Linked DNA regions of Mus musculus: region 2 is linked to region 1. The links are chromatin contacts, called in public promoter capture Hi-C maps. All regions are on one chromosome and are shown on one strand. Each heading gives the region's core, a stretch centred on a gene start, on an enhancer-like site or on the middle of the called end of the contact. The rest is flanking DNA. Distances are from core to core; before and after follow the strand shown. Region 1 holds the start of Prps2 (phosphoribosyl pyrophosphate synthetase 2). Region 2 overlaps Frmpd4 (FERM and PDZ domain containing 4).

The links. Promoter capture Hi-C pulls out the DNA fragments that hold promoters and counts their contacts.
Region 2: a promoter capture Hi-C map of second pharyngeal arch cranial neural crest shows a contact between it and region 1, with 2.4 times the contacts expected there. The contact joins the enhancer-like site here to the promoter of Prps2 in region 1. A contact is called at or near these places in 6 of 39 promoter capture datasets (the 3T3-L1 cell line, hippocampal neurons, liver and 3 more) and 2 of 115 datasets of contacts at active chromatin or transcription factors (embryonic stem cells and large pre-B cells).

The regions. Positions count from the first base shown.
Region 1 is chrX:167,381,212-167,385,810 of GRCm38.p6, reverse strand. It overlaps Prps2 (phosphoribosyl pyrophosphate synthetase 2), which reads left to right and starts at 3,062. Exons shown (of 7, transcript NM_026662.5): 1 at 3,062-3,341. The coding sequence starts at 3,220.
Region 2 is chrX:167,830,892-167,835,266 of GRCm38.p6, reverse strand. All of the region lies in intron 1 of Frmpd4 (FERM and PDZ domain containing 4), which reads left to right. Among named protein-coding and RNA genes, the nearest start is that of Frmpd4, 290 kb to the left of the region's middle. Within about 2 kb of position 2,471, at least 2 of the 459 cell types and tissues checked have an H3K27ac peak or open chromatin away from gene starts, as enhancers often do. A contact at or near this core is called in second pharyngeal arch cranial neural crest, where this site is marked.

The DNA.
Region 1 (4,599 bases), core at 1,813-4,312:
GAGTGCTAGTAAGTGTTTGCTCACAAAGCTTATCTTATTTTTTTTTTTTTTGGTAAATGGAGCTTATTTCACCACATATTCTCTCTCTCTCTCTCTCTCTCTCTCTCTCTCTCTCTCTCTCTCTCTCTCTCTCTTCATTTATCATTGAGGTTTGACTTTTTGGAAGACTCCTTCTGGCAACTCTGTAGTTACCTTGTCAGGAAGCCTGAAAGGCCTCCAGGGAAAGTGCATACTGAGGAGGCAAGGCCAGAAGGTCACTGATTCTTTCCCTGGGGTCATTGTGCCCTGAGGGGAGATATTTAACCGCACTTTCACTTGTCAGAACCTGTAAAGAATGACTACTGGTTTCTTGTGGATTGAGCCTAGGAATGCTTCTAAGTATCCTACATGCACAGGAGAGCCCCACAACAAAGAATTACCCAGTCTGTCAGTTGAATGACAGTTGGAGGTCAAGGTTTTTCCACAACTTGCCCCGTGTGGATCAAGGACAAAGGTGCTTGGGAGAGAAACTGTTCACCCAAAATCTATAGCTGCTCTCTTAAGCCTGTCCGTTGCTCAGTGTCGGCTTCGTGCTCAGTTTGTAACTTAGGATGATTTTTGTTGACTCCCATTAGTATCCCCATCAACTGTAAGCACAATTTGCCCCTTGAACACTCAGCATTCAAGGACAGTTCCTCAACAACCACACTCGTTGTCAGGACAACAGGGACATTTCATCTCGTGCTATAGAAAGGTCAAAATTTAATCTTAGCTTCTAGAATCTCATCTATGAATTAACCTCCAGATTGGGTACTTTAACATAGTATTTTATGCTTCATCAGTTTTGTTATCAAAGAATCCTAGGCTCCCACACTGATCAGCAACTACTTGCCTCCTGATAAAAGTATGTATATATTTAAAGAAATGCAACAGTTGACAAATTTTGCCTATGAGACAAATATTTAAAGACAGAAAAAATTACAGTAAAATTGCTGATGATAAATTTTATTAAGGTGAGTTTAAGTATAGTTAATATAATTCAGTCAATAAAACTTTTAGACATATGTTTGGATATGAGTGTAAATCTCATCTCTATGATAATTTATTATGCAAATTTTATTATAAAATACAGTTATTTGCTACTGAACATGTGGGATGTTTTGAGAAATACGTAATAAGGTTAATTCATAATCATGTAAGCAATGTAGAGTGCACATAAATGAACCAAGACAGCGGAACATCATTAAGCATTATAATATTAATGGTGTGGTCTGTCATCTGAATCTTTATGCAGCATATACTGGGTGTAGCTTAAAACCCACTGTAGGTAGATTGTTGCTGCTGCAGTTGTTTTTGAGACAAAGTCTCACTATATAGTATAGGCTGGCCTGGGATTCTTGGTCCCCAAGCCTCAACCTCCCAAGTGATGAGATTAGTTATATCATCACCTTGGCTCTTTTAAGAAATACAATAGGATATGTACATCTCTGTCAGCAGAATGAAAAGGAACAGAAATGCAATGGGAGTAGCGCTTTGGAGAACCACTGGGGCAGTCAGTGGAGTTTCAAAGGAAACCCTTTCATAAATTCAATTTGCTTGGGTTTGAGGAACCTTAGGGGATTGGAGAGACACAGTTTCAACAGGCCAGCTAGCCTTCAACTGAAAGACCCGCCTGCCTCTGCCTCTGCCTCTGCCTCTGCCTCTGCCTCTGCCTCTGCCTCTGCCTCTGCCTCTGCCTCTGCCTCTGCCTCTGCCTCTGCCTCTGCCTCTGCCTCCAGAGTGCTGAGATTAAAGGCTGACACCTTTGCAGAGTTCAAGGAAGGGCCCAGAAGCAAATCCCCCAAAGATACGGTCAATCTAAATACTCTCCCAAACTCCAATCACACAAGAAGTGCCTTTAGAGTGGGCTACAATTCAAGGGCAAGTAGTCTTTGTTGTATATGGCAAGCCAAATTTCAGTAGACAGTGGTAGAGCCCAAGCAACTATCTGGCCAGGTTAATCTGTCTCTGAAAGCTTTTAAGAAATGTAAGTCAGGATCACTAGTGCTCCACTCGTCCAGGAGCTCAGGATGAATCTCCTTTCCTTAAGTGTGCTTTGTGCCCAGCGATTGGCGATTGGCTCTGACACTGCATTAGCTACTTCAGAAATGCTGAGGTGGGGGTTGAGGGCAGGGAAAGCAAAGGACTCTGGGAGAGGGGGGTTGGTTGCCGCAGCAGGGGTGGGGGTGGGGGGTGGGGGAGTCTGACTCTAGAGAATCCAAGGGACAGGAAGTTGTGAAGAGAGCCTGAGAGCCAGCCTATCTACATAAAAACGAGGACTCAGAAGGAATTGGTGAGAGGCAACTGACCACTTGAAAATACGCTTTCCTCTTGTGGCCAAGCTTAGGGGTCAAATGGTGGCTGTCATCAATGACTCCTTTACAGAGCAACACACATTTAGGAGCTAGACGGTAACATGTTCAGGTTTTGTGGACCAAGAAGCAAAAGACAAGAAAGAATGTGGGCATTTATATAATAAGAAAAAAAAAAAAAACCAAAATTTTCAGCTTTTGTTGAAAAAACTGGAAAACAAAATATTTGAGCTAATTTTGTAAAATATACATCTAAATTAAATGACAGAGAAAGAGAATTCTTGTTGGTGAGAAACCCTTTTCTTAGTCCATCTTCAAACGTAGTCTATATCACCACTTCAAGTGCAAACATGCTTCACTCCCGTGTGCAAATACAAACCGATGTGTGGGTCTGGCCTATGTAGACACGGTGTGCACTTGAAGCCCAGGTATCACCTCTGGGTTCTGAGCTTCCGGGTTGAAAGGCTGCTCCTGGCTGTGAGGCACCACATGGCCCTTTCCTGCAATGGCTCACTGTGCCCACTTTATCTGGTTGGTTGACCTCCCCATTTAAAGGCAAGTCAGGAAGTCCTATGTGGAGCCTGGAGCTCCCCTACGGAGCAACTGTACTTGGGTGCTTCGGGACCACCCAGAGCTTCAAACCCAGATGCCCAGCCTGCGTGGGCAGAAGCAGCCTCCCAGCACCCTCCAGCGACTCTTCAGCTGCTCCTCCTCCCTCTGGCTCCTCCCCCGGCCCTCCCCTCCCCTAGATCCTGCTGCTGCGTTTTCCCGCTTCACCAGCAGCCCAGGCCACCGCAGCAGCAGCAGCAACAGCCGCAGCAACGGTAGCAGTAGTCTGCATCGCAGTCCCTTTCTCCTTCTCCAGCGCGCTCCTCAGTCCCCGGTCACCATGCCTAACATCGTGCTCTTCAGCGGCAGTTCTCACCAGGACCTGTCGCAGCGCGTGGCCGATCGCCTGGGCCTGGAGCTGGGCAAGGTGGTCACCAAGAAGTTTAGCAACCAGGAGACCAGGTGGGAGCCTCGCTGGGGCTGAGGCAGGGGCCAAAGCATGCCCAGGCCAGCTCCGCGGGCGTCATGCTCTCCCTTCCGGGGCGGGACGGCAACAACGCGGCTGCAGAGCCAGGGCGGCTGCGCCAGGGGAGAAAGAAGTTCAGCAAGGGACCCCCAACCCCCACCCCCAACCCGGGTCACCCTGGAGTCTCTACGCGTATCCTCTGGCTGTTAACCTTCTGGTGGCTGGGCCTCCAATACCCGGACATCGGCGACCTGTCGACCCTTGGGCACCCCAGGCCCCTCTTTTGCACCGGCTCGCCTGGTGTCTTCAGTCCGGAAGGACAAAATCGGGGCAGTTACAGAGCGTCTGGGAGAGTGGGCGCAGTCTGTGGGCATCACTTCGGTGCCGGGAATGGTGGGGGCGGGGAGACATCGGTGGATCCGCCCGCCCCAGTTTCCAACTCTCTGCCAGACAGAAACCCAGAATCCTGCATGGTTGAAAAGGCTCTGCACGGGTCCTGGGCACTGGGTTTATCCCAGGGAAACTTTCGAATGCCACTTCCAGCCGCTGGCGATCAGAGTACTGCCAGCTGCTCAGGTGACTCTCCAGAGCAGCAGGCTGGCCAAGCGCTGCCTTATCCAGAAAGGTGGGTTTGTGCGGGAGTTAGGCAGAGCGTGGGAAAGCGAGACGCACGTGTTGAGCGCTCGCACCCTTCCTTTAAACTTTGTTGCATCTATCATTGCGAATAGCTTCTTTGTGTTTGTGGAGCTTAGCTGCGCACAGCAACAAGACCCCAGTTTGTTCAAAATTCCACCGGTTTCTCACATTAGCAAAAGGTGCCACCAGGCAGGCGGAAGCTCTCCTCAGCTTAGACTAGGGATTCCTTGTCCTACTTGCCCAAAGCCAATTTCTTTTCCCGAATTCTATTTAGCACAGTTAACCAACTATACAGTGCACAGTGACAGATAACCGTTCTATATTTAGTAGCGCACGAATTCATTCCGCAAGTTTTACAGAAAAAAAAAAAGTCATTCTCCGTATTTACAAAAGTTAACTTAGAAACGGATTGTAGACACAAACGTCAAAACTAAAACTGAAATTTCCAGAAGGAAGCACAAAATCTTGATGATGGAATGAATCGAGAATTTGGTTGTGAGATTAAGGGCATTTTTTTTCCTTTTGGTTGTTTTATTTTGGTTTGGTTTTCGTTTTCTGGGACAGACTTTTGCTATGTATTTAGGCTGGTATTGAACTCACCCAGGTAGTAGTCCAGGT
Region 2 (4,375 bases), core at 1,222-3,721, 450 kb before region 1:
TATTAATCATGAAAGTAAAATTTGTTTGTTACAGAAGTGACAGAAAGTTAGAAAAGTAAAGAATAGTGGTTTGGATAAGACTAACACACAATAGGCTTATATATTTGAATACTTGGTCTTCAGTTTATGAAACTGTTTGGAAGTAATTAGCTGTGACATTGTTGAAGGGGGTGTTTCACTGGGGGTGGGCCTTGGGGTTTCAAATGTCCATTCTTTTCCTAGTTTGCTCCTACTACACTCACAGTTAGTTCTCTCTGCATCTTGCTTATGGGTCAAGATGTGCACTCTCAGCTACTTCTTCAGCACCATGCCTGCCTGTTCCCATGTCCCATGCCATGATAGTTATAGATTAACCCTCTGGAACTGGAAGCAAACCCCAAATGAAATACTTTCTTTTACAAGTGCCTTCATCATAGTGCCTCTTCACAACAACAGAAAAATAGCTAAGACACAAAGGAATGAAGAAAACACTTACCAAATATTCCATTGCCCCAGAATAATCAATGACAGTGTATTCTCACATTTCTTTTCAAATGGATTTTTTATTAGTGTATTTAATTAGCACATAAAGTATTGGGTTTCATTTTGGCAGTTTTGTACATTTTCTTTTAATTCATTCCCTTCCTCACTACCCATCCCTGTGCCCCCATAGTACTATGGTAGTTCCTTTCTTTTCACAGACATCCCTGTTTCTGCTTTCAAGTCACACAGATGCTATCATCCATCTTATTCATATTTGTTGAGATTTCAAAGTTAATTACACTCAAAAAATATCAATACAATTTTTCTGCTCTTTTAAATCTTGATTCTATACATTTTCATGTCACTGTTTTCTTTGCTTAATGCATATTTTATAAAGATTATTGTTTGTTCCATTAATGAATGTTCACATTTTGCTTCATCATTAACCTGTACTGAACGTTAAAGTTTCTTGCACAGTTTTGTTCTTATATGAAATGTTGGATGATATATGTCTGTGTGCACTGCTGTATGTTCTGGAGAACAAGAAATAAATTACTTGAGTCAGCACTAGATCAAACTTCTCTAATCTTTTTTTTTTACAATGCTTCTGCTTGCTTGAGCCTGTATATAGAGGTATGTGTGTTTTCAAGTGACTACTGTGAAGGGTTTTATACCTCAACTCAGAAAAATCATTTGCCAAAACATTTTTAGATGTACTTTGTTGTTGTTGTTGTGTTTTGTTTTTGTTTTGTTTTGTTTTGTTTGTTTTTCGAGACAGGGTTTCTCTGTGTAGCCTTGGCTATCCTGGAACTCACTTTGTAGACCAGGCTGTCCTCGAACTCAGAAATCTGCCTGCCTTTGCCTCCCAAGTGCTGGGATTAAAGGCGTGTGCCACCATGCCCAGCAGATGTACTTATTTTGTGTGTATGCATATTTTGCCTGTATGTATGTATGGGCATCATGTGCATGTCTGGTGCCCAGGGAAGTCAGAAGAGGCTGAACTGGAGTTATGGATGGTTGTAAGTCATCATGTCAGTGTTGGAAAGTAAACATGGGTCCTCTGAGTGAGCATCAAATGCTCTTAACTCTCTTCAATAACTGTAAGAAAAAATTTTACATCCTTGTGGCCATTAAATTTCTTATGTCATTGCTAATTTATAATGAAAATTGATTACCCTGTGGAAGTCCTTATTTCTTGTACTACCAACAAAAGTCTAATTCATAAATTGGAGAATTATTTTCTTTCTTTTTAAATCATTCTAAGGAGGATTTATGATGATATTCATAGCCTGATCAAGCAAACTGATCAATAGTCAGACTGGGAAGCTCAAGATAATGCCTGTTCATGAAATGTTTATATGGATTAAATACTATAATCAGAATACACAAACACAGACACACACACACAGTGATTTTGAGAACTAGATTGCCCTTTGTTCATTTATACTAACATAACCAAAATTATCACTCCTAAAGAATGACATGTCTAGAGGAATGCTCTATGGCCACCAGCATAGCATAGCACCACAGCTCCCCAGATCTATAACCACACAAAGTGAAGACTACTATGAGAATCACTGTAGATTTAAAGAATCACAAAGAAACAAATTGTGATAAATAAATTCAAATCCCTTATTGCTAGCCTTCTGCGGCCCTTCTTATAGGAGATACACAGCACGTAGCAACAGGCTAGTATGTCTCAGTGGGATCAAAGCCCCGTGTAATAAGGAAGAAAATAAGCTGTGGCTATCAATGGATGAAAATGTTCAATTGTTTTCATATTATAATGAAAGATTGGATTTGGGTCTTCTGTAAAATGTGTAAAACAGATGCAGAGGGCACGTTTCTATTATAGCAATGATATAGGAAAAATACCTATTCTCAGTATGGTGGAAGATCTTATTTTTGCCTTTATAAAAGTGTTAACTACTTACTTACGTACTCAACCTCTTTTCAGGCTGCAGATTTCATGTTTGGTAACCATGTGCAAATAGGAGTGATGCGGAGGGTGTGAGGAGGGGGAATTTCTCATTCTTCTTTGTTTCTTATGTTGCTCATTGACCCCTGAGGTCATTCTTCAGTGAGGACTGGAGTAAGTGAAAGCTTCTGGAAAAAAATAAAAAGCACAAGCCCTGCCTAAATGGCTGGCAGCTGGGTTGCTATCCACAATAACAGCATAATGTAATCAGATGTAAATGCCTGGAGGATGAGGAACTGTCTGTTTTGTTCTCTGCTGTATCCAAAGCAACTAAAGCAATACCAAGGTCAATACATATTTGCTAAATGAATTTATATATATGTGTGTGTGTGTGTGTGTGTGTGTGTGTTGGCCTAACTGAACTGTTTTCTGTAGGAGAGATGTAGAAGGCAAGGGGACAGACATCATTTCTTGACATTTTGCTCATTATTGATGATACTTTCTCCCAGTAAATTGGGTAATTATAAGAATCATACTTTTTTGATTTGACTACTTTCAGGAACTAGATGGTAAGGAGACAGACATTTCTTGATGTTTCTCTAATTATTGAGGAAACTTTCTCCCAGTAAATTGGGTAATTATCAGAATCATACATTTGATTTGACGACTTTTGAAAACTAATCTTTTTTTGAAAATTAAACTTAATTTTATGTCCTGTGTAGATGAGTGTTTTTCTTTCATGTATGTCTTTGTACCACTTGTGTGTCTGGTGCTTGAAGAGGCCAGAAGAGGGCATCAGAATCCTGGGAGCTGGAGTTACAGATTATTGTGAGCTGCCATGTGGCTGCTGGAAATCAAACTCTGGTCTTCTGGAAGAGTAGCCTTAACCATTTAAGTCATTCCTCTAGCTTTGAACATATATATATATGTGTGTGTGTGTGTGTGTGTGTGTGTGTATGTGTGTGTGTGTGTGTGTGTTTATACAAATAGATTAAACAAATGTCAATTATTGAATGCAATTTTCCCAAATTTAAGTGTTCAGGGAAGTTGCATTCAACATTTACCTGGATTGTGATTTGCTATCTAAAAAGACAGAATAAATATGAGCTCATATTTTTACTGACTTTACATACTAAAATTAATGTTCAACATAGCATAAGTACCTTTATTAATACCCCCTAATGGGTATCTAAACTTTAAATATTACTACATCATTACATAATATATGCTTTTGTGTACATTACTACCTATGGTAAAGTTGAGTTCATAAACTAGGAACAGGAAGAGATTAACAACATCTGATAATAAAATAGGCTGATTTTTAGCACTATACTATAATAAAATTTATGTGCATATGACCTTACTCATGCACTAACACACTAAAAATAACTTAATAAGCCATTGTCAATTAAAATAAGTGTCCACTGAATCTAAGAATTGTGATAGCATGCCAGTCAATGTGACACCCCAGATAGTGAGTGGCTAAATGACTAGAGGGGTTGTAGCCCATAAAGGGTAGATACATTGCATGCATTCAATGGATAGAGTGAGATAGTATGTAATTTTCTTATAGTACTCAGGACAGTGTTTGATTCTAAACTTAGAATTTTTTTTTTCATTTCTGGGGTTTTCCAACTTATTGTTTTCAGACAGCAGTTGACTATGAGTGAATGAAATCAATGATATCAAAGCTGAGGATGATGAGAAATAATTATATTCTCAAAATACTGGCAGTCACTGTGAAAAGACTTAGATACATCCAATGCTGAACAATTTCAATTCCCATAATAGAAGAATTCCATTTGATCTGAGAAAATTATTGCTTTTTCCTCCCCCTGAATTCCAGGGAAGAAATGAAAGGATATGTACATATTTTGAATAGTACAGCAAGGGTAGTAATTAGCTTCCATACACTGTGTAGTTCTGGACCATGAGCTGTATGATTATTGTTTTAGTGCTTCCTGGGATTTTAGAAGTATCTCTGTATACACTGTT